Linked DNA regions of Mus musculus: regions 1, 2, 4, 5 and 6 are each linked to region 3. The links are chromatin contacts, called in public ChIA-PET, HiChIP or PLAC-seq and promoter capture Hi-C maps. All regions are on one chromosome and are shown on one strand. Each heading gives the region's core, a stretch centred on a gene start, on an enhancer-like site or on the middle of the called end of the contact. The rest is flanking DNA. Distances are from core to core; before and after follow the strand shown. Region 1 overlaps Tanc1 (tetratricopeptide repeat, ankyrin repeat and coiled-coil containing 1). Region 2 has its middle 21 kb from the start of Gm39831. Region 3 holds the start of Ly75 (lymphocyte antigen 75). Region 4 holds the start of Tanc1 (tetratricopeptide repeat, ankyrin repeat and coiled-coil containing 1). Region 5 has its middle 13 kb from the start of Dapl1. Region 6 overlaps Tanc1 (tetratricopeptide repeat, ankyrin repeat and coiled-coil containing 1).

Evidence for each region. Promoter capture Hi-C pulls out the DNA fragments that hold promoters and counts their contacts. ChIA-PET counts read pairs in DNA pulled down with a chosen protein or histone mark. HiChIP or PLAC-seq counts read pairs in DNA pulled down with a chosen protein or histone mark.
Region 1: a contact with region 3 is called in an H3K27ac HiChIP or PLAC-seq map of microglia, with 4 times the contacts expected there. The contact joins the enhancer-like site here to the promoter of Ly75 in region 3. A contact is called at or near these places in 3 of 39 promoter capture datasets (the C10 cell line, the HPC-7 cell line and pre-B cells), 2 of 115 datasets of contacts at active chromatin or transcription factors (embryonic stem cells and microglia) and 1 of 9 other capture datasets (macrophages).
Region 2: a contact with region 3 is called in a promoter capture Hi-C map of embryonic stem cells, with 4 times the contacts expected there. The contact joins the enhancer-like site here to the promoter of Ly75 in region 3. A contact is called at or near these places in 10 of 39 promoter capture datasets (the 3T3-L1 cell line, 3T3-L1-derived adipocytes, the C10 cell line and 5 more), 1 of 484 Hi-C or Micro-C datasets (bone marrow-derived macrophages), 4 of 115 datasets of contacts at active chromatin or transcription factors (embryonic basal ganglia and embryonic stem cells) and 2 of 9 other capture datasets (embryonic stem cells and liver).
Region 4: an H3K4me3 HiChIP or PLAC-seq map of craniofacial prominence shows a contact between it and region 3, with 6 times the contacts expected there. The contact joins the promoter of Tanc1 here to the promoter of Ly75 in region 3. A contact is called at or near these places in 2 of 39 promoter capture datasets (liver and pre-B cells), 4 of 115 datasets of contacts at active chromatin or transcription factors (craniofacial prominence, large pre-B cells, memory CD8 T cells and 1 more) and 2 of 9 other capture datasets (embryonic stem cells and liver).
Region 5: a contact with region 3 is called in an RNA polymerase II ChIA-PET map of memory CD8 T cells, with 9 read pairs. The contact joins the enhancer-like site here to the promoter of Ly75 in region 3. A contact is called at or near these places in 6 of 39 promoter capture datasets (the C10 cell line, embryonic stem cells, hippocampal neurons and 2 more), 1 of 115 datasets of contacts at active chromatin or transcription factors (memory CD8 T cells) and 2 of 9 other capture datasets (embryonic stem cells and liver).
Region 6: an RNA polymerase II ChIA-PET map of memory CD8 T cells shows a contact between it and region 3, with 17 read pairs. The contact joins the enhancer-like site here to the promoter of Ly75 in region 3. A contact is called at or near these places in 2 of 39 promoter capture datasets (liver and pre-B cells), 1 of 115 datasets of contacts at active chromatin or transcription factors (memory CD8 T cells) and 1 of 9 other capture datasets (adipose tissue).

Annotation. Positions count from the first base shown.
Region 1 is chr2:59,826,811-59,830,948 of GRCm38.p6, reverse strand. The region is part of intron 19 of Tanc1 (tetratricopeptide repeat, ankyrin repeat and coiled-coil containing 1); the gene reads right to left. Among named protein-coding and RNA genes, the nearest start is that of Wdsub1, 54 kb to the left of the region's middle. RefSeq lists an enhancer at 1,588-2,176. Within about 2 kb of position 1,593, at least 140 of the 459 cell types and tissues checked have an H3K27ac peak or open chromatin away from gene starts, as enhancers often do. A contact at or near this core is called in microglia, where this site is marked.
Region 2 is chr2:59,531,051-59,535,200 of GRCm38.p6, reverse strand. No RefSeq gene overlaps it. Among named protein-coding and RNA genes, the nearest start is that of Gm39831, 21 kb to the right of the region's middle. Within about 2 kb of position 1,325, at least 31 of the 459 cell types and tissues checked have an H3K27ac peak or open chromatin away from gene starts, as enhancers often do. A contact at or near this core is called in embryonic stem cells, where this site is marked.
Region 3 is chr2:60,381,554-60,385,725 of GRCm38.p6, reverse strand. It overlaps Ly75 (lymphocyte antigen 75), which reads left to right and starts at 2,453. Exons shown (of 35, transcript NM_013825.4): 1 at 2,453-2,588. The coding sequence starts at 2,495.
Region 4 is chr2:59,609,729-59,613,849 of GRCm38.p6, reverse strand. It overlaps Tanc1 (tetratricopeptide repeat, ankyrin repeat and coiled-coil containing 1), which reads right to left and starts at 1,808. Exons shown (of 27, transcript NM_198294.3): 1 at 1,654-1,808.
Region 5 is chr2:59,469,106-59,473,305 of GRCm38.p6, reverse strand. No RefSeq gene overlaps it. Among named protein-coding and RNA genes, the nearest start is that of Dapl1, 13 kb to the left of the region's middle. Within about 2 kb of position 2,360, at least 76 of the 459 cell types and tissues checked have an H3K27ac peak or open chromatin away from gene starts, as enhancers often do. A contact at or near this core is called in embryonic stem cells, hippocampal neurons and memory CD8 T cells, where this site is marked.
Region 6 is chr2:59,626,808-59,631,084 of GRCm38.p6, reverse strand. The region is part of intron 1 of Tanc1 (tetratricopeptide repeat, ankyrin repeat and coiled-coil containing 1); the gene reads right to left. Among named protein-coding and RNA genes, the nearest start is that of Tanc1, 17 kb to the right of the region's middle. Within about 2 kb of position 2,329, at least 108 of the 459 cell types and tissues checked have an H3K27ac peak or open chromatin away from gene starts, as enhancers often do. A contact at or near this core is called in adipose tissue, liver and memory CD8 T cells, where this site is marked.

The DNA of each region.
Region 1 (4,138 bases), core at 344-2,843, 550 kb after region 3:
GCAGACCAGACAGCTGGTTCTGAGAGTGCTAATATCACCCGAGTCCCATCCCAGCCTTGTGCAGGGAGTAAGGAGCAAGGCAGGAGCCGTGGGACGGAGCAGATTACCAGGAAGACTCATCTCGGGGGCCTAGCATCTAAAGCCCAGGAAGACAGCAGGAACAGGCAGCCCCTCTTTCCAGAAAGACAAGCCGGTTCTCATGGTATTTCTGGTCCCAAGCCCCTGAGCATGAATGTGGACCCTACAGTCGGCACTGTCCATCTTTCAGTAGCTTCCCCTCTCGCTGGGGAGGTGAGGGGCATTCTGCTGGCCTGGTCCCACCAGACCACTCTCGCTCAGTGTGAGTTCCTCCTCACTCAGTGACAACACCTTCTTCTCTCTCAGGAAGTAGGTCAGCACACCTCTCCAGGAAAACGTGTTCAAGGGACTCTGTTCTAACTGACCTCAAGTCTCTTGATTTTGCAGCGGACAGCACAGAAGGAGCAAGTCAGGGGACCGGAGGAGGCAGCAGATTGAAAGCTGACACCAGCCTTTTCAGGCCTGACCATGAGGACGCATAGGCTGACATCTGCTGGCTGTCAACGTGTTCCACAAACAAAGCACAGCACACCCTAAGGGCACTGTTTCGGCATCAGTGGTAGAACGCTGCTCCAGGAAGTAGCACTGGACCCTTTCCGCTCTCCAAGGAAGTGGTAGAGCTAGCCTCAGTCCCTGTAAGAAGCCAGGCAGGAACTACAGGCTCTAGCACAAGTATACGGCACCCACACCTGCCTCTGGCAGAAAGAGAAGCTATACTGAGATGCTCAGATGTCCTAAGAAGCGCTGAGTATGGACGAGCTGCTCCGCTTTATGTGGGAAGCTGATGTCCCTGTGGGAACCCTCCCTTGATAGACATCTCCTCTGTTTAGGGAGGATCAGGTATGGATTCACTGGAGAACCTCACACGTGTGGCCTCGCCCATGTTACCTGTCTCTGTCTCACAGCCTATGCAGAGGCTGAGTCCGAAGCTTGGGCCTGTGCAGTCCCTGTGAGCCATGCTCATTTCTCTGTCATGTGCACCTCTGCCTCAAGGAGAGCAACACTGGTGTGCATGGCTCCAGCTGACGTGCCTTTCATTACAAAAGTCTGTCCCTCCCCTAGGGGTTCTGAAGGATATAAAAATTGTTTTGTTTTCTTCTCCTATAATATACGTTATCTCAACTGATCTTGCAGGAGCCCTCAAGTGGGCCATAAAAGACCTGGGTGCCAGCTGCTGCTCTGGAACTCTCCTCCACTCAGGGACTCTCCTCCTCTTTCCATGGCTGGACCCAAGCAGGAGGAGAAAGAAATCAGGGGTGCACACATGTGTCTGCACACCGAGACCTAGGAGTCCCCGGAAAGAGACAAGTCCGGTCTTGCATTTGAGACTGGATGGTCCACCTACTCAACACTCCCCCCTCTCATTTAGTGAAGGGGCTTCACCACTGAGAAACGGGGTGCCTTTAAGTCGGAATCTGGAATCTCTGCTGCAGCTGCTGCTGAAGTCTTGACAGTAACACATCAGACAGCCCTGCGCTAAAAATAGGATTCGTGTGTTTCACCAGCCAGCAGAGAAGCCGGACGTTGGAGCAGCTGACAAGCTGACAAGCGTGCCCGCCCTGCCAGGCCTGGCGACGGGGTCAGATTCCCACCTTCTTCTTTCTCCACAGCCAGATTTGATTTGCTGTGTGCTTGTTAGTGCAGACCTGCTGTGGGGGGGGGGGGGGCGATTAAGAACCTGTCAGCGCAGGTCCACTCTGCTCAGCCTCAAACCAGATCAGGTTCTATACAGGAATTCCTAAGGAGACACTGCTGATGACAGACACTGGAGCACTGGCTTCCTCTTCTACCCAGAGTGAGTATTTTTAGCTCCATCACCAAACTCCCCAGGCGAGGATGCATCTCAAGTTTCCACAGAGGTGAGGATTTCAGGATACCACATTCCCATATTCGGAAGCATGGAGGGCTACAACAAACAAACTCAAAACAAGCTATGCTCAGGAATTCCAACCATCCTGCTGAGAAAGCCAACCTTGGCCCCAGCTCTAATGAGGGTCAGTGAACTTGGCTTCATCAGACAAAAAAGGAGTGGGGGCAGGGGTGGGGTGTGAAAGGCAGGACCAGGGTGGGAAAGAGGACATTGCTGCTTTGTGTTTGGCCAATAAAACACAAGGACACGTGAAAGGAAAGGCCCCAGTCCCTGTGAACACGAGGCACTGAAGCCAGGCACAAGTGCTTTTACTTGGCAATCGCTTAACAAGATATCATCTGTGTGATTGAATTAAAAAAAAAACAAAAAAAACAAAAAAAAAAAACCAAAAGCAAGCACATCCCCTCCCTATCCTGACAATCCTGAGTGATTTCACCTTGGCAGCGCTGTCTTCTGAGCACGAGCAGATTCGTCCCGGCAGATGTTCATTTTAGGAAAAACCTAACTGACACTTAGCCATCCGAGCTCACTGAAAACATCACGGAGAAACACTCCTTGGCACCATAAAATGGATCATTTGGCAGAATCCTTTACATATTGAAGTTCTCCGGGCAAAGATTTGATTTTAAAAAAAGAAACAACTCTCAACTGTCAGCTTGCTGGGAACACAGTCATCTCATCACAGACAAGGCTGTTTATGAAGTGTTCTAACAGAGCTGTCACTCAAGCACACACAGGGTGGGCCCCTGCAGTGGTCCAGGGCTTGCGGATGAGAACCAGGGATGCTGCCCCGAGGGTAAGAACCAGGGATGCTGCCCCGAGGGTGAGAACCAGGGATGCTGCCCTGAGGGTGAGAACCAGGGATGCTGCCCCGAGGGTGAGAACCAGGGATGCTGCCCTGAGGGTGAGAACCAGGGATGCTGCCCTGAGGGTGAGAACCAGGGATGCACCTTACTTGCTTCTCAGACCTGACGTGGAGGCTTGGAGGGAAGGTGATAGAGACCACTCCTCCAAGCCAGATAACTACCTTTTACATATTACCTATGGAAAATGCCAACTGCCCTTCATGAACACCCCTGAGCTCTTAAGCAAGAGCCTGCACCTGCTGCTATACACACTTCCTCTGGCCATGAGGTCATCGTCAGCAGAACAGCCCAGTTTTGTTTAGATGTGTGTGTTTGTTTGTGCAATTTATTTCCATGTTATGTCGGCTTTTCCCATTTATATATATATAAAAAGGAAGGCAGCAGTTAGAAGTAAACAGTGGGGGCGGGGTCTCAGAAAGGCCACCTCATTGTGGCCGGGTTAGAAGCCAGTAGATTAGGAGAATTTGTTTTGTGATCTAGGGCAAGAGGTAGAACTTTGTGTAGCTCAGTTCCTTTAACCTCACGCAAGTGTACTAGACAGCGGTCTCCTATGTGCTCCTTGAGGTTAAATAGAACCTACCCTGTGGTATTCTGCAGTGCTCAGCGGCTGACAGATGTTCAAGAGCTGTTACATGCAGCTAGACTTATGATAAGTTATTACTACTACTAAGATATTAAGTAATATAACAAATGTCATCCCTCCAGCCCCACATACACAACTCCTGGGGGTGCACGTGCTAGCTAGTCTTATCTGTTCCCAGAAAAGCTCACCAGCTTGCCTGGGACCACGAAGTTAGAGAGTGGATGCCACCTGAGTTCCTGGCTCCTTCACTGCTGCCTCTAGGAGGTCTCTTCTAAAGACACTGAATTCACAAACAACGACATGTGGATGTCTTTAGAAGGAAAAGACCAGAACAAGATCCTGTGCCCCCCAAAGGGCTACCAAGCTCTCCCACAGACAGTATGAACAGCGTGCAATGGCTGTGTTCCCTTCTCACTCTGGCCATGGGGCTCCTGAGACCAGAACAGCAGAACATCTTACGAGCACATCAGTACCAATGTGTTGCACGCACATCTGGATCTGAGTCCTGCCCCACTTTTGACCCTATTCTGATATTATTTCAACTATGCCTTGGGAGCATCGGGAACATAACATCCTAAGGCACAGATGACATTATTCCTATCTCATAAACACCTTGCTCCTCTAACACCTGAACGAAGACCACAGCTCTGAACAGCTGTCACTCCCAAAGCACGCTGAGAGTGTTCACACTTCGGATAGATTCAGCTATCTGCCAAGACACCAAAGGCGTGCCTAAGGTCA
Region 2 (4,150 bases), core at 76-2,575, 850 kb after region 3:
AAGTTGTACAACCAGCACCAGGACAATGATCCAAAGGAGTCAGCCATCATGAAATGTTTTGCTGTGTTATTAAATTTTTAAAAGCTAGGCATGGGATTATATGCCTGTAATTTTGAAACTCTGGAAGCAGAGGCAGGAAGTTTGTAATTTTGAGGGCAGTGTGGGCTACATGCAACACTTGGTCTCAAAACAATTTTAATTTGTACACTCATACCCATACTGGTATTATTCATAATAGCTGAGAGAGAGAAACATCCCAAGAAACTCTGATATGTAAATGAATATGTGAATAGATAGATAACTTCATAGGATTAAGAAAAGAATCCTACTGTGTGCTCAAGTCTATAATGACCCTAGCATGAAGGAGGCCCCCTAGAGTTGTGTGATGTATTTCAGTCACAGTGTCTCTAAGAATCCCCAAGAGAGACCAACACAAAATGCTCAGGCCCCAGCTGGCTCTTCAGGTAGTCCAGAGTGTGGTGGCCCAGAAAATGAGGAAAGAGGAGACTTTTTGTTTTGGTAAGACACGAACAATTTGGACAACACAGGTTGTAGCAGCGGTGGCTGCGGGGGAGGCATCAAAGTTAATACAGCAAAGCCACAGGAGCCCAGCTGGCAACTCTGAAGGGAGCTTTGAGTCACAGTGGTGGGGGTGTTGTGTCAGGAAGGACAGGCGAGCTGCTGTTGCTGCTAGGCTGCGGCCACAGATAAACAGGTTGTCACGTGAACCTCCAACAGGGCCTCTACTCAGAAGTGATTTTCCTACTGTTTGGGAACACCTAGGTTTCTAATTGCTCCTTTAATCACTTAGAGACAATTAGAAGTGCAGTGAATCTGCAGCGCCCTTGGGTTCCAACCTCTCATTCTCAGATTAGACAACAGCGCTGTAAAGACTTCATATGCCGCACACTGCCACACTCGAGCAGACGCTTGGCTTTGATCTGCGGGGCCTCTGTGGATGGAGAGGGACCTCAGAGTGGAAAGGGCACCTGAGAGGGAAGCCAGAAGATTCCAGAGGCAAGAGGCCCCATATCACAGTTAAGGTAGTTTCTCCTTTCCCATGAGCGCTATGTTCCGCTCCAGGAAGGGGCTCCTGAGGAGGTGACATATCTTCCTATAAAGGACTCGGGAAAGTCTTTCTAGAGGGAAGGACTTGAGCAGGTTTTGAAGGGTGAATAAGAGTTAGGCAAGAGGAAAGAATAGTAAACTCTGAGATTCTGGGTGCTCAAGGTAGAGTCTAGAGAGGGGGTACCAGGAACACTGTGTCTGGTATCCTACAGGAGGGCCCTAGGCCAGGCTGAAGAGCCGCGTTGCCTCCAGTCGCACACAAAGCCGACCAAGGAGCCGTAAGCAGCCTGTGGAAAAGGATTCTGTGTTGAGGGGGAGACGCCTCATACAGGGCAAGTGGCAGTGGGAGAGAGTGGGGGTGGGGACACCAGGGAGGTAGGTGGCTGTTGCAATCCCTAGGCTGTGTCTCATGAGTGAGAGAACTTGCCAGGACAAGCCAGGCAGGGGGTGGGGATGCTCAGCCTCATCTTCTGCATCCATCTGTCCCTTCGCTCACAGGGGGCCTCCTCCCCCACGCCAGCAGAATTTGTGATGTTCTGCAGCCATGGCCAAGGCTCAGAAAGGCCTGTGATGAGTACCACCAAGGTCCGGGGGCGGGGTGGGGTGGGGTGGGGGGAAGCTACCTGCTCTTTTGTGTAACTACAGCACACACATGCGCCATAGTTAAAAGGTTAAACGAGTGGGCAGAGATGCTTCCAGTCAGGGTCATTTTACATCATGAAATTCTAGCTGGAAGTAGATAAAAGGACACTCTAAAGTTGCATTAAATGTGGGCATTTGCCCCCCAAAGATGCCTTCCTCCATCACAGATCATGCTGCTAAGCATGTTAGAAGGAGCTAAAGCTGGGTCTGACTTCCATGGATCCAGGCAAAGGACCTGTGGCTGGAGCATCGACCTGATTCCAGGTGCCAAGCTGATGTGTTCAGTTCTTGGCTTTAGGGCTAATGGAACACTGGCTTCAAGCCGTTGAGGCTATGAGGGGAGTTCTATCTTCTAGACCTCCATCTTGGCAAAGTGCTGTGCTCAGCCAATGAGGAGGGAAGCTGGAGGCTTCTCCCTGGAATATAAGCTTGGGGTGTAGATGCTTGTGAGCCACGAGGCATGGGTACTGGGAACTGAGCTCAAGAAGGGCAGTACTTGCTTTTAACGGCGCTTTGTTGCTAAGAGTTAAAAATTGGGTAAAGAAAAGACTTAGGGCAAGGCCAACTGAAAAATTTGTCAATGGTCTGGAATAAAGATAGCTTCATGGCAGAGTGCTTGCTTGGCATGAGTCAGTCCTCAGCACAGAGGAAAAGATGATAACACATTGGGTAAATGCGCCCACCTGCCTCCCAAGCCTGAGGGGCTAAGCTGGATCCACAGAACACGGCTGGGAAGGAGAGAAGCGACTCCTGAAGAGGTCCTCTTCCCTCTACGTGTTCTCCATAACACATGCATGCCCACGTTCACTGCCCCCCACAACCAAAAATAATAATAATAAATAATTTAAAATTTTTATTAAGACATATTAATGAGTTAGGCATAGTGGCATGTGCCTTTCTTTAATCCACTCAGGAGGCAGAGGCCTGAGGATCTCTGGGATTTTGAGGGCAGCTACAGAGCAAGTTCCAGGACAGCCAGAGCTACATAGAGAGACTTTGTATTTAAAAAAGAAAAAAGGGCATATTAATGACTCACCAGATTGCTGTAATGTCATGCCTTGACTAGAGAAAAGAGGTAATAATAATAATAATAATAATAATAACAGCTATTATTTTTCCAAGCTCTTTAAACTTATATAAGCTACTTAATCTTCATCAAAATTGGTAAAATTATCCTTATTTTACAAAAGATTAAATTGAGAAGTTCATTGTGTCACAAAATCAAGAGAATGGAAAGGACCTGAAAAATATATACTATATGGCATCCCACTGTCTCTTGGGAATTAAAAAGAAAGAAAGAAAAAGTGAGAGAGAGAGAGAGAGAGAGAGAGAGAGAGAGAGAGAGAGAGAGAGAGAGAGAGAGAGAGCAACAACAGCAACAACAACGAACCAATTGCACGCTATTATAACCTGTGCAATGCCTCCCATGGTGGCTGGCTTTATGATTGATGGAGAGGTGTAAGAAGTTACTTTAAGGTTTTACAGATACTTCACTGGGAACTAAGAATCAGAGTTTAGGGGTCCTGTGCTAACTAATGCTGGGATGGAGCCCAAATAAATTCATCACTTACTCCAGAAAACTCTTAGTCCTGAAAGAGCAGGAGTGGAGTCAGCTGAGAGGTTTGTCAGTAACTGCTACATCTTGTTCATCAAGCATTTCCTAGACCCCCATAGCCTTGAACCCATGAATGCAAATTTTGATGCCTCCTCATTCCAACCAGTCCCCTCCTTCCTAAACTTACCTGAGCCGTGCTGGAAATGATGGGAAGTTTGTGAGCCATGCTAAAGCATGATGGGAACTTTGTTGAGGTCATGCCCTCCCCCAGCTTTGCTTCATCAACAACTTTTCTTTTCTCTTAATTTTTGGCGAGTTAACTGTTGGCACTGTATATATTTAACTGTGGTTCTGGTGAAGTTATTGCATTGTCAGTAAGATAGCCAAATCTTGGGGGAGATACTGTAGGTATAAAGTGTATGTGTAGGAATTCTTACTGTGGCAGAGAGGTGTACCCCAAAAACAACCTACAAATATACAAAGGGGCAAGGGTCGGGCAAGGGCACTGCTGCCCTATGGCAGAGCCATCGATAACTATAATGCCTGACTCTGGCACCTCGAGTACTCAGCCACCCACACAGCCACACAGGTGCCAGATTCTACCATGAAATGTATCATGAGCCCCTGTCATCTGCTCTTAAGGGCAACGCAGAAAAACTGTACAGGCAGAGGTAACTCTACATCTAAGAAGACAGACCAGAGGCTTTCAGCCTTACTGGATTTAGGTGGACAGACCCTTGGTTCCCACAGAGACCGTGCCATTGGGAAGGGTTAGCTAATCATCATTCAACCTCATGCCCTGCAGGGATCAGGGAAGGAAGAAAAACTGAAATGACAGTGGAGAGTAAAGATAGAAACAGCAGTAGAAAGAACTGGCAAGTTGGG
Region 3 (4,172 bases), core at 1,204-3,703:
AAACAAAAACAAAAACAAAAAAGAAAGAAAGAAAGAAAGAAAGAAAAAAAGAAAGAAAGAAAGAAAGAAAGAAAGAAAGAAAGAAAGAAAGGAAAAGAAAAAGAAAAGAAAAGAAAAGAAAAGGAAAGGAAAGGAAAGGAAAGGAAAGGAAAGGAAAGGAAAGGAAAGGAAAGGAAAGGAAAGGAAAGGAAAGGAAAGGAAAGGATGGAAATAAGGCAGGGCATATGGGGTGTCCTAGCCCTGCTGTGGAGCCACACACTTACTATTCTAGCATTAAGGTGGGAGGTTTGGGAGTTCAAGGTCAGGCTGACATGCATAACAATGTATTTTTGAAAAGAAAGAAGAAGCACTTTCTTTTTCTTTTACTATAAAGCATTTCATACAATGTATTTTGTCATTTTTTTCCCCTCCCCGGGTTCCTCTCAGCTCCTTCTCACCTCCTGTACTCCCCAACCTTTATGTCCTTTCTTTCTCTCTCCCCTGTTTCAAACAAAACAAAATAAGAAACAACAATAAAAACGAAAACAAAAAAGAAAAAAGCACAAAGCAAACAAAACACTAAAAATCAAAATCAGCAAAAACTCAGTAAAACAAAACACACACACACACACACACACACACACACACACACACACACACACTCACACACACAAGCCCAAACAAAGCAAACTGAAAGAAAAAGTCCACAGAAGTGCCACTGAGTTCATGCATGCTGGCCAAGTACTCCTGGGCAAGGTGCCTGCCCTGGAGTATGGTTGATAAGCCCAGTTACACTCAGTTGGAAAAGGCTGGCTTCTCCTTTGCTTCAAGCAGTGCTTTGAATGTGAGTTTGGGAGAGACTGGACCAGACAAGACCAGTTCAGTCAGGCTGATGAAAATAGGAGAAAGGTGGTACTGGTGTTAAAAGAGCAAGGGTCACAGGGCAGAGGGACTTGCTTTATCTTAGATGGAGCTTTCTTTGGGGGTCATTGTCTTCTTTGAAACTCTCCTGAAAGCCTCAAACCCCTCCCCTAAAGTTAAAAAGTATCTTTGTAAAGACAGCCACCATCTTCAAGGAGCTTCAAGTCAGGTGGGCTCCAAAGCAAGGGCTTGCAGCTGCAGAAACGGCAGGTGCTGGGCTAATGCTTTCTACTGTCTGGATCTTAAGGTCGCGAAACTGCTTCCTCCCCCTCCCTTCTCTCTCTCTCTCTCTCTCTCTCTCTCTCTCTCTCTCTCTCTCTCTCCCTCTGTCCCTCCATCCCTCTCTCTCTCTCTCTCTCTCTCTCTCTCTCTCTCTCTCTCTCTCTCTCTCTCCTACTATCAGTCACACTGGATCTCCAAGCTCACTTTGCATTCTTTGCCTCTGTTTTACTCCCCCATCCCCAAACCCCGGCCATCTCTCCAGTTCCGGTTGAGCAGTTACCTTTCTGGATGCTCTGTCTGATCCTCCTGTGCACTTTGCCCAAGTTATTGTGTAGGCTTCAACTCTTCCATAAGGCCAGAAGGCAATCGAGGCGTGCCTCTTTACTATGCTAAGTGCTCTGTGTAGCCACTAAACACAAAGGCCAAAGCATGGGAGGAGAAGTATGGTACCAGGATGAGTTTAGAACCACCTGGGCAGTTGGAACTTGGAAAGTAGACCTAGACAAATCCTGAGGATAATAGCCACCTTTGAGGAACAGGGATGAGAGCTATCTCAAGTACCCTATACTCAATAAATATTTCAAAAAATTTTCACTTCTAGGCAAGTTAGTTAGTTTGGAACTTGTCCTATTTGTGGTAGCGTTGTCCAAGGGACAGAATAAATGGGCTTGAATTTCAGATTCTGGGTGCAGACTTCCACATTTCAAATAGATTGTTACTACTAGATTATTAATGGGGGGAAAAAAAGAACTCTGCAAAGGTCCAATAGTTAAATCTCCTTAAAAGTAGTACAATTGCTGGAATAACTGTCACGTTTAATATGGGTTGACAATTTCAGGTCAACCCCCCAACGTTCCTTTACTCCACCTTTACTCATACTTCCAAAATGACTATGATGTTGTTAAGCACAACTGAGGTCACCGCATATCCAAGTGTGCACTCCCCACCCCCACCCCCCCACCCCGCGGTCCATAGTGACCCCACGTGGTTGTGTGCACATTTCCAACCAGCCAAGGTCCGAAGCCCTAGCTCACCGCCTTGTCTCTCTACAAGGAAGGACAAATGCTACACTGACAGAGCCGCACTTCCCCAAATTTGCTTAAGAAGATGGGGAGTGGACTCCCAAACCCTGTGGTTGTCCTGTGCACTCCTCCCGCCTTCTGGAGGTCCCGAGCCTTCGCAGAGGTCTGCCTTGGGTGGGTGGGGACTCCTGCAAAGCCTCCGCTGGGCCCGGGACCCAAAGCGGAGCTCTGATTGGCCGAGCGCGGCGGAGGCGGGGTCTGCGCGCCTCAGAGGTTGCCCCAGAGGCGTGGTGAGGCCGGCGGGGCTCACCGCTGAAGCCGGTGCGGGCAGGAGAGGCTTGGGACTGGAGATGCGGACGGGCCGGGTGACCCCGGGCCTGGCGGCGGGGCTACTCCTGCTGTTGCTGCGGTCCTTCGGGCTTGTGGAGCCTTCTGAGAGCTCAGGTAACCGGGCGACCTCGACGCTGCTGCTCTGAGCATTTGCCTCCTTCGGGTCGGGTCGCGATCGCTTTGCTCTCTGTGTCTCTGGAGCAGACAAGTAGGGAGGTCTGGCCTAGGAGAGCAGCGGGCAAGGCCATGTGGTGCGGAGGGACCCTCTGCCTAGAAGAGGCCCACAGCTCTTTCCCAGAGACTTTTCTGCCCCTTGGTCCTCCACTGTCCCCTGAAATCATGCTTTCCTGAGGTTCACCACCTCCTTTTACATCCCTGTCGCCCCTTGGTCGTCTTGGAACCTCCGGGACAATGATGAGCCTTCACCCAACACCACAAGGACTCCCAGCCATCACGACTTTACTGTGCCCACTTAACGCAAGGAAAAGGAAATCAGGTTCAACCATTGTCCCCAGAAGTCAGCCAGGAAGGAGTATTAGGATGCCCTTCCCAGTCCCCATGAGCAGAGGCTCATCTAATCTGGTTATTATTTCCAAATGCTCCCCAACTCAGCTGGCCCCTAACAGAAGTGCAGGTCACTTCCTGTCAGTGGGGAAAGGATGCCTTCTGTAAAGCTCACGTAGTGCCAGCAGCACCATCCCACTTAGCAGTTAGAGTTTTGCTTTTACTTTCTCTTTTTGCTTCAACGAAAGGTGTGCCAAGGACCTTTTTATTTAACTGGACTATATAAATGGCAGCCTATAGGCTGCAAACATTCACCAGCTACTTCTGCTATCTCACCGGTGTGAAGAAGGAAAAGGTGGTCAAGATGTGTTTTAGGAAGTTCTGAGTGTGCCTCTGGCTTTCTTTGGAGCTACGCTTACTTACTTTCTGATGTAGATGGTGTCCAGAGTTATGGAAAGAGTGCTCTGCAAGACTAGGTGTCATCAACCTACCCTTTAATGAGTCCTGTCTTGACCGACTCTTCTCAATGGTCCTTTGACCTTCTGCACTGGAACAACCAAAGGAAGTAATATAGTAGAATCTTTTAGTGATATGAGAGCTCAATTCTGTCTGTTGCATAATCCGAGGAGAAAACTCTACCTGCAGCAGTTTACAGCAGAGAGCATGCTAACTTCCAATCACTTCTCTCTTGGTTTCTACCTACATCTGGGAGTCCTGTTTTGCTTCCTTCACAAATTTTAAGATTCCCTTAATATCCAAATGTCCCTGTTGGTTTTTTGTTTGTTTGTTTGTTTGTTTGTCATCAACCTGACACAAGCTACTGTCATCTGGTAGAGGAACCTTGATTGGGAAAATTCTTCCATCAGATTGGCCTATAGGCAAGTCTGTAGAGGGCCCAGCAGACTGTGGGCGAGGCCACCCAGGGACAGGTGGGCCTGGATGGTCTAAGAAAGCAGACTGGCCAAGCCATGGGAAGCAAGGCAATCCTCTATGGCCTCTGTTTCCGTTCCTGCCTTGAGTTTCTGCCCTAACTTCTTGATGACAGAGTCTGCTGTGAAACTGTAAATTGAAGCAAACTCTCTCCTCCTCAAGCTGCTTTGGGTTGTGGTGTTTATCACAGCAATGGGAACTCTGACTGAAGCACCACAGTCTCCACAGACCCCATCCTGTCTCAGGGACCCAAAGCAGAGAATG
Region 4 (4,121 bases), core at 559-3,058, 770 kb after region 3:
ACGCAGAACAGTACCATAATGAGCACCTCTCTCAGGCGCTCATAAATTCTTTCATTCCCAGCAATCAAAAAGCAGCTGTTAAAATCCAGAACTCTTCCCAGTAGCAGATCTGAAATACCTCCGGGCTGCCCAGAGAAGCTCCACAACGGCTTCTTCTCTTCCTCCCTCCCCCATCCCTGGAGTGCCAGCCTGGCAGGATAAGGATGACCCAGGAAGGGGGTGTGGGTGGAGGGGAGTAGCGGATCTGGTGTAAGCAGAGACGCAAGACTCCCTTCTTTTTCACCACAAAGAAAAACTAACCCTCTGTGCCAGCCAACCAGGTTTCTCCTGCTCTCCCCAGGCACACTAACTTCGTAGTCTGATGAGTCTGGCATTTCTAGAGTTCGCGACCTCAGCCACCCTGAGTCCTTTCCTGAAAGATCTTGAACCAGGAGCTAGCGGCGTCTGAACTCCTTTACAGGTTAAGACTCAGCCTGCCTTTACCTTTTAACCCGCCAGGACGCTACTCCGGGGGTCAAGTTCAAGATGAAGGTGCTCTCCTCACCACCCTGAGTTCACTCTGCAGGAAGCTGTATTACTCAGACCGGTCCCACTACTCCAGGCACAAGAATCTGGGGCTGCCAAGCCGGAGCCGAGGCAGCCTGAAGAAGACTGTCACAGCTCGGCGTCCTCCTCCCTCGGCCGCGGCACCGCGTTTCTTCTACCTGGCCATGGCCGCATTTCCTCCGGGAGCCTTTACACAATAAGTCAAGTAAGTTTTGGGAACTCCAGTCCAGAGATCTTGCTGACTGAAAACACGCTACACAATGCCCAGGGCTTCCTTCCCCGCCAGCCGTTCCGGAAAGCGGCCGCGCCGAACCCAAGGGCCCCCCCCCACACACACACACACACCCAAAAGTCCTCCAGGAAGAACCTGAATCCCCATAATGCCTCCAAAGTAACTACTCGTCGCCCAAGGACAAGGGGACTCGCAAACTTGACACGACCCTTCATTTAGCTGGCACTACTAAAAGGAAGAGAAAAAAAAAAAATCCTCAAGGTCTAATCCCAAATCATCACCCTATCACCAACACCACCAGGGAAAGAAATTGGCTTGCATCTGCGAGCCGCAGCCTGCAGGAGCGAATCACACACTTTCAGCTCACGGTGGGCGATACGATTCCCCACCCCACCCCCACCCCCGCTGAAGTTCTCCCGGGAACTTGGCGACCCGCGCGCGGCGACACTCAAGACCCCGCGGTGCCAGGCGCCCCGCCTGCACGTCCCCCTACTCCCCCCACCCAGGTGCCCGGCGCAGCCCAGGCCCTGTCTAGCCAAGGGACCGAAGAGGCGGGCAAGGGCCGGCTGGGAAAGTCCTGAGCGCCGCGTGATCCCAATGTCCCCCTAGCCCGGCTCTGCTGCAACCCGTTCCTCCGGGAGCGCAGGAAACGGCCTGCACCGACTCCCCGGCAGCGCCTAGCCCCAGGCCGGGAGCTCCGGCGTGCCTGCGCCTATTCCGGGAAAGCTCCCGCTGGGCCCGGCGGAGGAGGGGGCGTCCCGAAACTTTCCCACCAGCCTGGCTCTCGTTTCCCAGGCTGCTCTCCGGGACCCTTCCTTCCCCGCCCGCTGCGGACTCCCGGGGGCCGGCAGCGGCGCCCCGGCAGCGAGAGTTACCTGCCAGGAAAGTTTCCAGCTTTCGGCGCGGTTCCCACCCCGGGGGCCGAGCCTCAGGGCGCAGAGGGCTGGGCGCTTGGCGGCTGCGGCTCCTGCGGCTCCCGAGCCGGGCTCCCGCAGCTGCCACCGCGGAGGCAGCGCTCCGGCCCGTCCCCGCGCCTCGCTCGGCCCACACCGGGACCTCATTGGCAGCGCGAGTCCCCGCCCTTGCGCGTGTTCCGGAAGGCACCTTCCCTGTGCGCGCCCGCCGGGGCTGTGCCTCCCGCGCCCCTCCCGACCGGAGCTGCCCCGGCTCTGGGACCCGCTGGGGCGCCGCACGCCAACTTTCCTCCCGGCGCCTTCGCCCCCTCCTCACCCAGCATGTCCTCTGCGGGAAGCTAAGCTTTCCGGGAGAAGGTTGCTCCCCTGGGGCCTCGCCTGGACCCCAGTGGGACAGGATCAGAAGTGTGATTAGCCCTCTCCTCCTTTTTTTAGCCGTTTTAGAATCAGTAAAGTGGCTCGGCCTTCGGTCTGCGCTGCTCTCTGAAAGCATCCGAGGAGGACATATGGGAGCAATTAGCCAAGCTGAAGTTTCCGCGGATGCCTTAGGGTGGCTTTGTTGGCTTTTCTTCCCCTCGCTTAACTAAACACAAACAAATACACTTTCTTGTTCCAAAATGAGCTGAGAAAGATGGAAAGTGCATCTCGCCCATTGCACCTTTTTCTTTCTGGAAAGTTAAGTTGGGGTTGTTCCGGGGATCAGTGACTGCCCAGAGTCAGGGGCAGTCCTCCCTCCTCGAACTCTGTGGCTAGCAGTACTGTCTGGGCTAAGTACACTGGCCAGCGGCTAGCTTCCTTGTCAGGAGGAGGAGTCCTGGAGGAAGAACAGACAAAGATGCTATTATTAAGTAGGCTGGTGGCAGTAAATTAAACTCCCTAGTTCCCAAAATGTTTTGTTATTCCCAATAGAACAGAAGTTTGAAAATGGCCTAGGGAACTGGGAGACCTGGGTCCTCCACAACCTCCCAGGAATCCAGGCAGCCAATTTATATGTAGAAGGCTCAGCCCTCTCTATTCCCAAAAGCCCTTTGGGCCCCCTTTCTTTGCAGAAGGATCAACTAGAAATTCCAACAGGAATTGCACACAGGCCGCCCATCCGTGTAAGGAGAGTGAAGAATACAGAAGTTGCTATAAATGGGTTTATTGCCAACCCCTAACCTTTGCTGTGGCAAACCTGCCTTTAAAGACAACTGTGTTTTAAACAACTTTCCCTATAAAAACTTCAACCTCACATAGAGCTTCCCAATATAAAGATAGCTGCAAGAATGGTGTTTGCATTTAAAGTTCCTGTGAAAAGTGACAGGAAGCAAAAGGCTGCTCAATCTATCTCTCCATAATAAATAAAAGATGGTTCGAATGTGTTGGGTATTTTTCACTCGTATAGTCAAAGACCTGATTATCACTATATTTATAAGTATGCAGCGAACATATCCCAGCCTTTACTCAAGCAAATCATGACATGAATATTCAAAGCAAGTAAGGACTCCTGGTAAGCCAGGAAGGTCACAGACACCCCCTCCACCTCCAATGCTGGTTGTTAAAAACCAGGTTGGTGTTTGATTAACTTCTCTTGAAAAACAGTGTGTAAAACTGACCAGTCTTTCAACCACGGATGACAAAGTCAGACTACATGGATAAGACAATGACCCAAACAAAAGACAAAAACCCAGCCGTCCAGTCTGAAATACTATAAGATGTAAGAGAAACTCCTAAAGACTCAAGCAGGTCCAGGTCCTGGCTTGTTTGTAGTGGTTTCTTTCTTTCTTTTTTTTTTTAAGATTTATTTATTCATTATATGTAAGTACACTGTAGCTGTCATCCTCGTTATGGATGGTTGTGAGGCACCATGTGGTTGCTGGGATTTGAACTCCGGACCTTTGGAAGAGCAGTCAAGCAGTCGGGTGCTCTTACCCACTGAGCCATCTCACCAGCCCCTGTTTGTAGTGGTTTAAATGGGTAGATAGTGGATGAAATTCGTGAATCTGTAGATTCTTCTTGGACTATCCTTAGTTATCTTTCCAAACTTTAATAAAATTGCTTAAACTGAGCTTTGAGGGCAATTAGGCTTCTTCCTCTCTCTCTCTTCCCTCAAACTTGCCTGAAGTAACAAGTAGAAAAAGCACAGAAAATAGGTATGCTAATTTCTTGCATCATCTTTAGTTTGGGTTGAAAGGATTTGGTTTTATAGTTTCAGAAGTCAAGGACACTGAAGTAATTTCATCCCCGCCTGTTTGGGGACCCTTACCATTCTACACAGGCAGAGAGCTAGCAGTCTAAAGTGTGTACACAGGAGGACCCTGTTTCCCCTCCTTCCTGTAGTATTTATATAATCCCAACTACATGTCATTAAGCACAATCAGATCTCTGGCTTTAAATGGCTACTATTATATACAGTATGTAGTACCACCAACATCAAAGGTGTCTTAAGC
Region 5 (4,200 bases), core at 1,111-3,610, 910 kb after region 3:
TCTGGCTACACAAGTGGCTGATATTTCTTCATTGGTTGGGAAATAACTAAAAATTCAAAGATGAAGACTGGTCTGATTTCAGTGATGCTGTGTGGAGAACTTAGAAGAAAATATCCACTTTCTCAAAACTGCATATCAATAGCATTGGTTGGAGGCTTTAAACAATGATATAAGATATATTTAAAAAAATCATTTTGAGACAGAGTTTCAGTTTATATAGACTGTATATCTAAGGTTGTTCTGAACTTTGGGGTCTTCCTCTTCCTGACGTGCTGGAATTTTAGATACTCAGTTAAGTTTTAAGCTCTCTCTCTCTCTCTCTCTCTCTCTCTCTCTCTCTGTGTGTGTGTGTGTGTGTGTGTGTGTGTGTGTATCATGTGCATGCCTGGTGCCTGTGGAAAAGGAAAATGGACTTACGGATGGTTGTGTGCCACTGTGTGCATGGCTGGGACTCGAACCTCGGTCCTCTGGAAGAATAGCCAGTAGTCTTAATCATGGAGCCATTTCTCCAGCCTCCTAGCTAGTATATCTCACCCAAGAACCTGATTTCTGGGAGCTAACAATCAAACACTGCCTTCTTTCTCATATGATCATGATTGTAAGCTGACTGTAGAGATTGAGAATAAAATCCTTTCATTCAACTCCCCGAGCTTTGAAGTACGATAGGAGTGTAGAGTGTAGGAGTGTAGTGAAAGAGTTAACACACGGAAGAATCCAGGTGGCAGAGAAAGACCCAGAAACCTTTCTTGGCCTGGGCTTCATAGGAAAAATGCAGTTTGCATGGGCTAGCTTTCAAAGGAAGACTGGAGCTTGTAATGCATGCAACATGCTCAAGAAAAGCCAGAGCCTCAAGGCTGTTCTATAAAAGTCCTACTGGGTCCAGCTCTGGGGTCCTAATGTCTTCAGGGTTCTTCCCTTAGCTCCCTAGCCCACCCATTCCTGGGAGTGCTTTCCTTTCTTTATAAGCTGTTTTTATTTCTAACCATGACACCCTGGTGCAATCATGAGACGCCAGAGTCTGGACTTTGGGTACCCTCTGAACCCAAATTCCACAGCTTGGCAAGAAACTTGTTTCTGTTTTTCCTTTTGTCTGATACCAGGCAAAAGACTAACCATGGTTTTCCTGGGCTATTTCTCTGATCTCCATGCTTCAAAAGGCAGGTTCACCTAAGCCATGATAAAGACATATGTGGAATAATCACACCGTTAATGAAATCCTGTATATTTTCTTCCAGGAATGCCTGCCTCTTAGCAAGGTCCCTAGAGTTGCCATGAGTTGGGTTGGGTTGGTCTGCTTGACTTCTCCACTCACAGAGGAGGAACTCTTCTCTCCCCTCCCCTCCCCTCCCCTCCCCTCCCCTCCCCTCCCCCTGTCCCTCCCCTCCACCTGTTCCTCCCCCTCCCCTCCCTTCCCCTCCCCCTGTCTCCCCCCCACTCCCTCCCCCATCCCTCCCCCTCTCCCCTCCCTTCCTGGAGGCTGCCAGAGCCCCACTGTGCCCTTTTCTGGTACTTTGTATTTTTTAAAGGCTTCCCTCCCTTCCTGTGGCTGTTTACCCACCATGTGGCTGACCTCTGTGCTGGCTTCCCATCTCCATTTTTCCTCCTCTGGGCAGCTGCTGAGATACACAACTTGCCTGCCCCGGGGGTTCTTTTTGTTTCAAACACTAATAAAACTATCTTCGAGTTTCCATTTGAATCCATCGTTAAATTATTCTAATTAAAGAGACTAAGAACCCCACAAGGGGACCTTGATGTACCTGGTATCACAGGCAAAAATTAGAAGCCCCAGGTCTTAAATGTGTAACAGTCAAGGCAAGAGAGACTTTTAGCTCTCTTCCAGCAACCCCTCAGTGGATGTAGCCCGGCTAACCTGTAACATAAGCTTTCCATTTCTGCCTTCCAAGATTAGGGAGCAGGAGAGCAGGAGGTTTGTATCCACATCACGTGGCATTCGGCCAGCACAAAATAAATGCGTGTTGCCAACAGTGTCGAGAGAACCAGGATAGACACTAGTGGGAAGTGTCTAAAGATCTAAGGTTTAAGTGATAGTAGGAGCGTCGGCTATACCCACTCCTAAAATCCACTTCAGAAAGGGAGGGTGACCCACGCTGGTCACCGAGCAGTTAGTGAAAGGCACAGTGGCAACTGATTGTGACCAACAATCAGTTTAAGGGCTCTTTGACGTCAGAACGTATTCCAAGAAAATAGAAATGCCAAGAAGAGGGATCTTAAGCCTGTGAGCTACGGGGAAGGTTGGGTAGAGGCCGCAAGCAAAGGATGGTAATGTCAGAAGCTGGGCAGGAGAGAAGGCGGGGAAAGGAAGTGGCCACAGCTCAGAATGCTTTGTATAAAGTGGAAATTGGGAGGGGTACAGGATGAGAAGCGGGAGGGGAGCCGGTTTCAAGGGCAAACCACACAGAACAGTGAGCCCACTGGAAATGCCAGCATCCTGTGCTTCGGAGCCAGCAGGAAAGCTTCCGAAAGGCAGCCATCTCCAGAGCTCTTCAGCGCCTGCATCCATTCGGTTTAAAACTGGAAATGCCAATGAGGCTTGTGTGTCTGTGCTCTCCAGCCAGGGAAGCTCTATGGTTTGTGTCGGGCAGTAGAAAAACAAGGGCCTTCAAGTCTCAAAAGAGTAGTTCTTCTTGGGGGAAAAAAAAAGGCCTAGGGAAAATCAGGTTTCATTAAATGCTCTTTCATGATCCAAATGAGTTCTGGCTTTTCTCTTCGAGTGCCAGGTTCTGACTCATTTGGAGAAAACAAACCATCATCTTTTCTATTGTTTGCTCTCCCACGGAGTCCATGTTTTGAAAGAATCTGTCTGCCAAACTGCATTTGAGACCCAAGTCATATTTTCACCTTTCTCCATAAAGTAACTAAAGCAAAGCTTTCCATGGCGATTTCCTGAGTTCTGATAAAATTTCAGGCAACAGTTTGGAGTCAGAGGGAACCTGGGGCATAGTTAAAATCAGACTCCAGCCCAGGCCGCAGTCTTTGTCTGAAACTGAGTTTGAATATGCTTAGGTGGGACATATAGACTGTCACTGGTCAAAGGCTACCTGCTCCCTGCGGAGTTCCTTCTCCTCTGTACACTGAAATGGAGGGCTCCTAAAGGCACCCAATAGAGAAGAGAGTTTGCAGCTGGCACTAATGTTTTGAATGAATTGGAAACCCCTCTGTTCCTGGCTTCTAGTCGTCACAACCCCTGATGAGTCTGATAACATCAGAACGGGTGAGGCCGTCATAAGTGCCCCTCCATAAGGCTTCTGTGTTCAGATCCAAGGGCATCTTAATCAACTCTCTCGAAGGCTCAGCTGTGTCTGTCATGTTCTCATGCTCTGTCCTGACTCCTGGACCCTCGTGGGCCACAGTATCCTTAAGGGCAACTTCCATTCAGTCAGTAGAAACTCATTATACATACCTTCTGTCTCTGTGCGCTTGTTTCTTCAGCTCATTTTCTTTTGATCTTCAGAGAGCAACAGATAAAAGAACTAGTTACACCCAAAAAGGAAATGAAAATAAACTTTTAAAAACATGCTGTAATATCCGCACCCAGCTGGCACCTTGTGTTAAACAAAAAAAGGAAAAGGAAATTTTATCTGAATATTACCAGGGGGAAAAAGACTTTAAAAATCTGCCTAAATAATCATGCCCATTTGATGCTGTGGTCCACAACTGTGCAAAATAATGAAAATCTGTGAAAAATAGGTTTTCAATGCAATAATCTTAGCTACTTTTTAAAAGATAATGGAACATCTTTTTAAAACTATCCTAGTATTAAAATTCACAGCCCAAGTTTGTTCTGCATGGATGAAAATACAAGGCAGAAGGGCTGGGGCTATCACCCAGTATTAAAATACTTACTTAGTCATACATAGGACTCCAGTTTCAAGACATCACATGCATGTATATATGCATGCGCACACACACACACACGTGCATGCACACACAAACACACATACATACACTACCATTTCACTGAACATTCAACTCAAACAGAAATAAAGTCCCAGGTGGTAACAAGGATAGAGAAATAAGATCTCACTTAGTCAATTAGCCTAACTCAGTCATTTTATTTTATAATGTAGTAGCATCCTGCCAAACGTTCAAATTTATATTCCATAAATGCAGGTGATATGGACAGTAACATACATTAAACATATGACTAAGAGTTCAAAGTCTGAATTAAAAGAAAAGCAC
Region 6 (4,277 bases), core at 1,080-3,579, 750 kb after region 3:
CAGATGAGGAAACCTGAAGCCAAGTCTCTCTCTACATAACTCCACAATCATTACTCCTTAAGTTTTACTGTTCTCTTGGGTATTTTGGAGCTCTGACTCTAAGGTTCTGAAGGTAAGGATGAGCGCACAACTCTGGGCAACCTAAGGACACTGTGCTCCTCACGCCCAACTGTCAGTCCAAAACCATCTAGAAATGGCAGCGAAACAGACAGCATCTTAGGAACAAATTTTGTAACCAGCCCCCACCCCACAACCATGCTTTAGAATCCCCAAGTAAGGGCTTTGGGGAGGGCTACGGAAAATCCAAAGGGCACACCATCTTAAGCAGCCACGGTAGCCCAGCTTAATCCTACCTGTTAGCTTTCCCCATGTCCCAAATCTGTCTCCCCACAGCCTAACTGCACAGCATCTCTAGGCCCTCACTCCTCACCACCACGGACCTTTGAACCAAAACCCATAGGGAGTTACAAGTTGATCCCTTCTGCAGAGACAGAGCAATCCCTGCAAATAATCACTGGGGAGCCCGTGACAGAAACAGATAGGGCTAAGAACACAAAATGAGTATCACAGGGGTGGAGGTGAGGGTCAAGGAGCTAGGAGCTGAGAAGTCCAGTCAAGGAGACACAAAGTAGTAATGGCATTTACCCAAAGTGGGCAGAGAAGGCTCATCTCTCTCCCCAACACAAGAATCATGAACAAGAAACTAATCTGATCTGCGAGAATTAACGCAAAGCTTGCTGGCTACGAGAACCAAAGAAGCAAAAACTACTGTGAGCAGCCAGACTCTGACAAAAGACAAAAACCAAAAAAATCCAAACCCACCTTCTATTCCATGCAGCCAGAGCCACACCCAACTCAGAGATTTCCTCCCAACTCTGGAGAGTCCCAGGAGGCAGACAAGGAAAAGCAGCACACAGTCAGCACGATACCCACTGCAGGCATAGTAACAGGCCCCCAGTGTCCCAGGGCAGATATTCAAGCTCAGCCACCTCCCACCATTAACCTGAAGTCTAGGACTTCACCACACTCCATTCCGGAAACAACCTTCAGAAGTAGCCACACCCCAGGTCCCCAGAGAGCATGCTCCAGGCAGCTGTGCAACCCACTCAGGTCACTGGGACCAGGGCACTGGGTTGGAGCCTTACCACAGTCGCCTGGCTTCAAAACCTCAACTTGGCAGAGCTGCACATGACAAAGAGGGCAGGGACTGGATGGCACTAGACACACGCCAACATATACTAAGTGGTGGCTTGACTTTAACACTCAGATTTCAAACAGGTACTTTCTGTTACTTTGGGGGATGTGGAGGAGACTGAAACCGGTGACTTGTGATAGGGAACCAAATCCAGGGCCTTTTTATCATGGGAGACAAGCACTCTCCAGTCTCCCATTGAGCTTCACACCCAGACTCTGAGTTTAATCAGGAACAACCTAGGCCATTCCTGGGCAATTTAACAACCCCAGAATATCTAACATTCCTCATTCATTCTCTCTACTCACCAAGATTCCGAAACTCCTCTGACTTTTTTTTCTAAGACGTGGACTCACAGTGTAGCCCTAGCAGGCCTAAAATGTACTATGTAGACCAGGATGGCCTCAAACACACAGATCCACTTACTTCTCTGTCTCCCAAGGGCTAGAATTCAAGGCCTGTGCCACCAACATCCGGCCCTCAACCTCTTTTGTGTAAGCAAGAAAACCAGGAAGCTAATTTCCTAGAAATCTCTTTCTGGAAGTCCATTGAAAAGCCAAGGCAAAGACTAATTTCCAGGGCTTGCCACTTTTGAATGCTAATCCAAATGACTTTTAAAAAGAGCAACCTTGGCAAAATTCCATATAAATGCACACGAGATACTAAAAATAAATCATTTTCCTAGGTGATTTTTTTTTTAAACCAAAGATCAACACCATATGGTTTAATAAGCTATCAAAAGTTCCTGAAATCAAGGCTGGGAGATGGCTCAGTCAGTCAGTTAAGGCCTGGGGGAGACAGAGATGGCTCACAGAAGCTTACTGGCCTCCAGCCTAGCCAAATCCACAGGCTCCAACTTCAGTGAGACCCTGTCACAGGGCAGGATTTCTTAACAGGGTGTTTAAGGAAAAGTAAGCAAGAAAGAAGAATAAACCGTGTCCTCTTGAAGTCTAAGCTTTCTAAGAATCACAAGAGAGAAGGTATTTCTTCAAATTCCCGAATGGACAGTTTTCCAGTAACATAAGACTCACAGCCATATCACCCGCAACAAACACGGTCATACGAATGAAGGGTTCAGCCTGGCCCTAACCTGTCCTCTGCACAGCACTGCCGTCTGCCTACTTGTCACCATCCCTGCTGACTCTTCTGCCCCGCCCTGCCGTTCTCTGAGTTCCTGTCTGCTCTGTGGACTCCATGCTGCCCAGTTCATGAACTTCTGAGAAAGGCAAGTTGCATCTTGAAAACTCAGTTTGTTAAGAGTGTTCTTGGACAGCCTGTTCTAAGAAGACCCCAGTGACCTTGGGTCTGTTTCCCTTCATGAAAACGCCATGAGCTGTGTCTTTAGTGTACACTCAAGGGTACTCAGCAGCCTCAGTTCTCTTCCTGCCCTACCTGTCATCTCTCAGCTGGTCTACTTCAAAAGCCCAACAGAGCGAGCGCCCTGCCACCCATCTGTCCCCACGCCAGTCTCCTGTCCTCCATACCACCGCTGCCAAGGCTTTGGTCCAAAACACAGATCTGATTACATCATCTCCCAGCGGAAAGGCCTTTGACAGCTATCACTTGCTCTCGGGAGCAAGTCCACACTTCTTGGTCTGGCATGCAATGCCTCTGCAATCTGGCTCTCTCCTTCCATCCTACTCTACCAAATGCCAGGCACCGTCTGCTCTTGAACAACCCAAGCATGACTTGTTTGCATGCCTCCCAGCCTCTGTTCATTGTGCTCCCTTCATCCAGAACGCACACCCTCCCACCTGGCAGAACCCTACCCAGGCTGCATCTCCTCCCTCTGCTCCCTGATGCCAGCCCAGAACCAACACCTCCTCTTCCTCCGCCTCCTCTTCCTCCTTCCTCCAGATGCACTAGCTCCTGGTCACGAACGTCCCCCGAGGAGCTGTGTATGCTCTACTGTCTCAGACAGAGACATAGGCCTGTACCTCAAAAGGGCATGGTAGCCCTCAAAAACTACTTGTTGGCTACAAGAGCCAAAGACCATCTAACAAAAACCTCCACCCCAGGCATGAGAAGTCCTCTTTTGAGTTGTTGGTCAGCATTGTCCAAGAGACTCCCAAAACAGTATAGGCTACTGCTATTGGTGCTACTGCTATTGTACTGGCTGTCCCCAGGGGTGGAACATAAGTCCCTATTGTTGCAGACAACACACAGTTCAGGCCTTGAGGCTGCTGCTAAGCTGGAACTGACAGGAAAGCCTCCTCCCTCTTTTCACGGTACAAAAGGTACTGTTCTATTCAAGCTTCCAAGGCAGGGAGGCAGCCCACAGTCCTATCCAGCTATGACATATATGAAACATGTGCTGGCTAACTGTATGTCAACTTGACACAAGCTATTTTCATTGGAGAGGAGAGAGTCTCAATTGAGAAAACACCTCTAGAAGAAAATGACTCTGGCTGTAAGCAGACAAGCCTATTGGGCATTTTCTTAATTAGTGATTGGTGGAGTGGGCCCAACCCAATGTGTGTGGGGATACCCCTGGGCTGGTTGGTGGCCCTGAGTACTGTAAGAAAGAAAACGGTCAATGTAAGTCAGTAAGCAGCGCTCCTCCATGGCCAGTACATGATCTCCTGCCTCCATGTCCCTCTCCTGACTTCCTTCAGTAATGTACTGCAATGTGGCCGCAGAAGCCTAACAAACCCTTTCCTCGCCAACTTGCTTTTGGTCATGGTCTTTCATTATAGCAGTAGTAACCCTAACTAGGCAAACCACATCAACGACCGACCGGCATGACAAGGCAGCACCTTTGCGGATATGTACCTTTGAAAATGCATAAACATTCTACTTGTGAGACTGGCTGAGGCTGGAGGAAGCAATGGAGGCTGAGGAAGATGAACTATCTATATATAAATTCCACTGGCTCAGTACCCAGTCTCCATCCTCCTAGACATGACCTCTCTCTTCCTCCTGGCCTGACTTCCAGACTATGAAGCCGGTCGGTGGAAGAGGGCTTAAAACAAAAGATTCAGAAAGGAAAATATCATAGGAGAACTTTTAATAGGAGGAAAGTGTAGCAGAATTCAGGTGTCACTGGGGTTCTGAGTTCATCCTCAGAGAATGATAACTCCTGGGT